Linked DNA regions of Mus musculus: region 2 is linked to region 1. The links are chromatin contacts, called in public HiChIP or PLAC-seq maps. All regions are on one chromosome and are shown on one strand. Each heading gives the region's core, a stretch centred on a gene start, on an enhancer-like site or on the middle of the called end of the contact. The rest is flanking DNA. Distances are from core to core; before and after follow the strand shown. Region 1 overlaps Rasa3 (RAS p21 protein activator 3). Region 2 has its middle 14 kb from the start of Atp4b.

What was found. HiChIP or PLAC-seq counts read pairs in DNA pulled down with a chosen protein or histone mark.
Region 2: a contact with region 1 is called in a FOXA1 HiChIP or PLAC-seq map of pancreatic cancer cells. The contact joins two enhancer-like sites. A contact is called at or near these places in 3 of 39 promoter capture datasets (hippocampal neurons and liver), 3 of 115 datasets of contacts at active chromatin or transcription factors (embryonic stem cells, pancreatic cancer cells and stem cell-derived neural progenitor cells) and 2 of 9 other capture datasets (adipose tissue and liver).

What each region holds. Positions count from the first base shown.
Region 1 is chr8:13,593,750-13,596,591 of GRCm38.p6, reverse strand. Rasa3 (RAS p21 protein activator 3) reads left to right here. Exons shown (of 24, transcript NM_009025.2): 6 at 703-783; 7 at 1,185-1,257. Among named protein-coding and RNA genes, the nearest start is that of Gm34795, 11 kb to the right of the region's middle. Within about 2 kb of position 1,546, at least 197 of the 459 cell types and tissues checked have an H3K27ac peak or open chromatin away from gene starts, as enhancers often do. A contact at or near this core is called in pancreatic cancer cells, where this site is marked.
Region 2 is chr8:13,381,320-13,384,137 of GRCm38.p6, reverse strand. No RefSeq gene overlaps it. Among named protein-coding and RNA genes, the nearest start is that of Atp4b, 14 kb to the left of the region's middle. Within about 2 kb of position 1,322, at least 15 of the 459 cell types and tissues checked have an H3K27ac peak or open chromatin away from gene starts, as enhancers often do. A contact at or near this core is called in pancreatic cancer cells, where this site is marked.

The sequences.
Region 1 (2,842 bases), core at 297-2,796:
TAAACATGGCTTCTGGATCTCAAGGATCCCAGATTTGGGCTGCAGAAGGCTTGGTGGTTAAGAGCATCTGCTGCTCTTGCAGAGGACCAGCGTTTCATCCCCAGCACCCACTCTTGGCTAGTTCACCAGCTCCGGAGCCAGGGAACCCTTAGTGTTCTTCTAGCCTCCTAAACTTCACAGAGGCTAACATCTGCCTCAAAGGCCAGTATCAATGGAGACGGGAACTAAAAACCAAGAGTCAGCCGAAAGCCTAGATACGGAACTCACAGGCCGGTGTAGGCAAATACTGGTGTCAAAATACATAGACAACCGTGATCCGTCACTGTAGATCTCCTGCCTATAGGCAGTTGTGGGATTCCAGGCTGAGAGCTTGCACTCCCAGGAGGCAAGAGGGGACCCATGAAGGAGTTATGAGTGCAGGCCTCTGAGCAGCAGAGGGCAGTGCTGGCCCTGGGTGACACGCTGGTACTTAGCTGTCTGTCACCTAGGTGCTTTGGAGAGGCTGTGATGGTGGTAGCCAGAGGGCTCGATACCCTAAGACGTAGTTTGATGAAGGCCACCTGCTTGGACCCCTGTCCTTCGGCAGCATTTGGTAACTGCTGATCCACATTCTTGCCAGAACTTGCCAGGCTATAGCACACCTGGCCCGGTAAGTACTGGCTTGGCACATCCTTTCCCTGACCACTGTCTTCTGTGTCTCAGCATCTTCGAGTGCCAGGGTCTCCCCATTGTGAACGGGCAGTGTGACCCTTACGCCACAGTGACGCTGGCCGGACCCTTCAGGCAAGTTGTCCCTTTGATGCCCTGCCCTGCCAGTTTCAGTTCTGGGTTATGGGGGCTGGGGGGTGGGGGCGGGGTAAAGCCCTGGAGCCAAGAGGTTGGCACCTTTTTTAACGGGAGGGCAGGTATACTTTGAAGTAGGATGTGTTTTATAGATTTATAGGTTTATTGCTGTAAACTGTCTTTGTTTCCCGGAAAGCCTTTGTGAGCCTTGTACTGGGTATTTTGGGCTCAGAAAAGGTCCCTGCTTTACATACCATCTGGGAGTGGAGAGAGACAATACTTGCGAGATAAATAAAGGTGGTAAACAACTGTATGCTTGACAGCTTGGTTTCAAACCCATCTGGAGCTGACGGCCATTTTTTTTTCTTTCTCCCAACCAATCCTTCCTTTCTTCACTACAGGTCTGAAGCAAAGAAAACGAAGGTGAAGAAGAAAACCAACAACCCCCAGTTTGACGAGGTGTTTTATTTTGAGGTCGGTGCTTCGGTGGGAAGAACCTTGAGCCTCAGCAGAGACCCGGAGCAAGTCACATGACTGTGTCTCGGGTGCTGTCCTGGCCCAGCCCAGGGAGCCTCGGATCTGGATGGCATTTGGTTCCCTTAGAGATTCCCTCAGTCTCAGGAGACCAAAGCCAAGTGTCTCTTCCTGAGCCATCTGGCTCCAGTCAGAAGAGGCAGATGGAATGGCCGAGTCACAGTTACCAGGACACAGGGTTGGGTTGTTTGGCTTTGAGGCTTGTGCTTCACCACAGCTTCCCCAAGCAGGGCGAGGTTCGTTTCTCCGGAAACGTGAGGGTTTGAGCAAAAAAAGGGGAAGTGATTCAGCCCAGAGCACCCTGGGGCCTCTCGGAACCAGAGCGGGCGAGTCAAGAAGGGTGAGGCTGGAGGCTCCTCTCAGCCTTGGTGCCTGTTGTTTGTGCTTCAGCACCAGGTTTGGGGGGGTTGGGGAGACAAGCAAAGCCTCGGTTCCCACCTTCAGAGCCTACCACACAGGAGGAGGGAAAGGGAAAGATGGAGGTGGCTCATAGCCTCATGTTATGGTGATCTGTCCATAACATGCTGGTCCAACTCTGTAACTCCCTTGCACTCAGAAAAATCGCCACAAGTTTAAAGACAGACTGGTCTACATAGCCACTTTTAGATTAAGGGATGTTAAATAGCTAGACCTTAATTTTTAAGAAGTGTGGGATGCCGGGGGTGGGGGGGTGGGGGGTGCCCCAGTCAGTAAAGTATTGGACAAGCAAACATAGAGACCTGAGTTCAGGTCCCCAAAACCCACTAAAAATCCAGGTATGGGCGTGCACGCCTGTGATTCTAGTTCTTAGGGTGAGGAGACAGGTGGGTCCTTGATATTCATTGGCTAGCCAAATCAGTGAAAAGAAACCCTGTCTCAAAAATAACAGTGAGGATCAGTTGAGGAAAGACATCCTACAGCAACTTTTGACCTACACACATACACACACACTGCACAGATACAAAAACACAGTTAATAGATTTTTTAAAAAAAAGCCACACAGCTTCGGTGGCATGGAGGCCTGCTATAGTGCTGCAGAGGGTGGGGCTTCTCAAGTGTGGGTTCCTGAGTAGCCTGAGTGGGGCTCCTGACCTGAGACTGGTCCTGTCAGAGCCATGGGGACTCTGTAATTCTGCATAATCAAGGGTGCTGTGGGATCAAGTTAGGAGTCAGAACAGTGGACAATCTTCAGAGCCAATCCCATGAACTCCTCTGTAATGGAGGCTAGGTGGAAGCAGGGAGCAAGAGGCCTGAAGGCAGGTCTACGGCCTGAGGGGTGCGGGGAGCAGTGGTGGGGAGTAGTACTCCACCACTGTGTGGCTAGGAAACCCTTTCCATACAGGCAGTCGGAGAGCTCACAGAGCGGGACAAGGCAGTGGGCGCTCACTCCAACCGCAGGCTCTCCCGCTATGCATGAACTTGCGGTCAGAAAATATCAGTTTAGTAGGTTTTGAAAATCAAAGCCAGCAGTGTCTGTCCTTGTCTGAGGCCCCTGAAGTACCTCCACTGGGCTGTTAGGGTATGGTAGGAGCGAGGGCAGACTCTT
Region 2 (2,818 bases), core at 73-2,572, 210 kb after region 1:
TTTGTAAGGAAAGTCCTGATGGAGTGCTTCCTTCCTCTGAAGCTTCACAAGCCAGGCCTCCATCACCTGCACTGCTCTCAATAATCTCATCTTCCAAGCTCCCACAGAACAGCTCACTGAGTTCTCAACACTCAATGGCTTTTCTACCCAAAGCCCTTCCATAACCGCACCCCACCCCCCACCCCCCCAAAAAAAACCAGCACAGTCAGGTCTGTCACAGCAAAACCCCACTCCTGATACCAACATCTAAGGAATTCTGTTGCTGTGATGAAATACCGTGACCAAAAGCAACTTGGGATAATTGGGTTTCTCTGGCTCACACTTCCATATTGTAGTCCATCACTGAAGTAAGTCAGGATAGGAACTCAAACGGGACAGAAAACTGATGCAGAGGCCATGAAGGGGTACTGCTTACTGGCTTGTTCCTTGTGGCTTTCTTAGCCTACTTTCTTACAGAACCCAGGACCACTAGCCAAGGACCACACCCACATGTGGGCAGGGCCCTCCCTCATGAATTAAAAAAATGCCCTACAAGTTTGCCTGCAGAATCTTTTTTTTTTTTTTTTTTGGTTTTTCGAGACAGGGTTTCTCTGTGCAGCCCTGGCTGTCCTGGAACTCACTCTGTAGACCAGGCTGGCCTCGAACTCAGAAATCCGCCTGCCTCTGCCTCCCGAGTGCTGGGATTAAAGGCGTGCGCCACCACGCCCGGCTCTGCCTGCAGAATCTTATGGAGATCCTCAATTGGGGTTCCCTCCTTTCAGATGACTCAAGTAGGCACAGAACTATCCAGTGCAGCCCCTTTTGTGTCTGGCAGTCCTTCCTTCCCACCTAACACAAAAATTGCCAGCTTGACTTTTTAGGGCAGCTGGCGACATCTGCTCATTCCCAGCTGACACCCACTGCCCCCATTTCCCCACAGACGCCGTGTTCACCAGGTCCCTTGTGTTTCTGTGAATCTAACTTTGGGTACCTTATGTGACCACAGTGTTTTCTTCTGACTGGTCACACAGAGACTCAAGTTTCATCCTGTGTCAGAATTCCCTTTTCAGTCAAGATTTAAAGTCTTTCTGTGTGTGTAGACCACACCTGTCCTTCATGTAACCAGGGCCACTTGGGTTGTTTTACCTTCGTTTTTATTGGTGACCGATGGTGCTTAGATCATGAGTGTTCAACTCAGTCTTCAAGACCTGCTTGCACAGCTTTGCACACACACCAAATTCCTATTTTTAACCCTTTCAGGGGCAGCCCTCCTGTGTTTCCCACTGAGGTGACTCCATTTCCTATCCCTACCAGTAGAGATTCCATTTCTCATATCCTGACCAACAAGTGTGTGTTAGACAGCTGTATGGTGCTATACCACAGGCCTGGGATTAGTCATTCAGTAAAGAACAAAGGTTCACTTTGAGTCATAACTGTGGGCTTTGACCAGGCTCACCCATTGCCTAATAGGTGTCTGGTAGGGCCACAATAGTATGGCAGGGAATGGTGAACGAATTTGGCTCACATCATAGTCAGGAAGCAGAAACAAAAACAAAAACAAAACAAAACAAAACAAAACAATCAAAAAAACCCACGCACAACTCAGATTCTAGGATCCGTCTCAAGGGCAGATCCCCCAAATGGCTTAAAGACTTACCATGAGGTCTCACGTCTTAAAATTCCACGACTTACCAAATTGCCAAACTAAGTACTTGCCTGTGTGGGTCTTGGGCTGGGAACAGGGCTCAGTTGCAAGCACAACTATCTAGCTTAGAAGCCCTGGGTTACAAGCGCAGCATATATAAACTAGGTGTGGTGACACACACTTGTACTACTGCACTTGGGAGTCAGAGGTAGAAAGAAAGGACGTTCATGCTCCTTCAGCTACGTAACAAGTTCAAGGCCAGCCTGGGACCCGGGAGACCCTATCTTAAAACAAAAACAAGAACAAAGAGTAAAAAGACAAGCACCACACCCAGGTAGAAGCTTTAAGGATCCATCACAGATCCAAGCCGTAGCGACTTGCCAGTTTCTGTATTTCCTGCTCTCACGGGTCGTCGTCGTCTGGGCATTATGATGGCATCTCTTTGTGGCTCTAACTTCCATTCCTTGATTCTTATGCTCATGCTTGCAAACCACTCCCAACCTTCACGGAGAGGCGTCCAATCACAGCCTTGCCCTCTCTTCACCAGGCATGCTGCTTGCTGTTGGTGGTTGGTTTTAAGAGTTCTCTCCATGCTACATACTGATTCTCAGAGTTTGTAAGGTATCTCTTTCATTCTATGGTGTGATGACTAATCTCACTGCCAACTTGACTAAAGTTAGAATCACTATAGATAGATACACTTCAGGGTCAGCGTCCAGGCCGATGTAAGAGGAAGCACGCTGAGCACTAGTAGCCATCTCTGCTTTCTGATCATATAAGAGCTGTCAAGTGCTCCCGCGGCCAAGCCTTCACCACTATAATGAACTGTTCCTCTCACAAGCTATAGGCAAAGCTTAGCCCTTCCTGCTTCAAGTTACTATCAGGTGTTATCCTGGTGATGAGAGAAGTCATGGATACACATGGGTTAGCAGTTGTCTGTTGCTAGTGACTTTCAATGCACAGTAAGTAGCCATCCCCACCGGAGGTTTACAATGTTTTCATTTCATGCCTTAATTTTTACTTTATGTGTGCTTTGCCTGCATGTATATCTGTGCATCATATGGAAGTCAGAAAGTATGAGATGCCCTGAACTGCAGTTACAGATGGTTGAGTTACCACATGGGTGCTGGGAATCAAGCCTGGGTCCTCTGCAAGAGCCATCTTACCTGCTGAGCCATCATCCCTGGCCCCCTT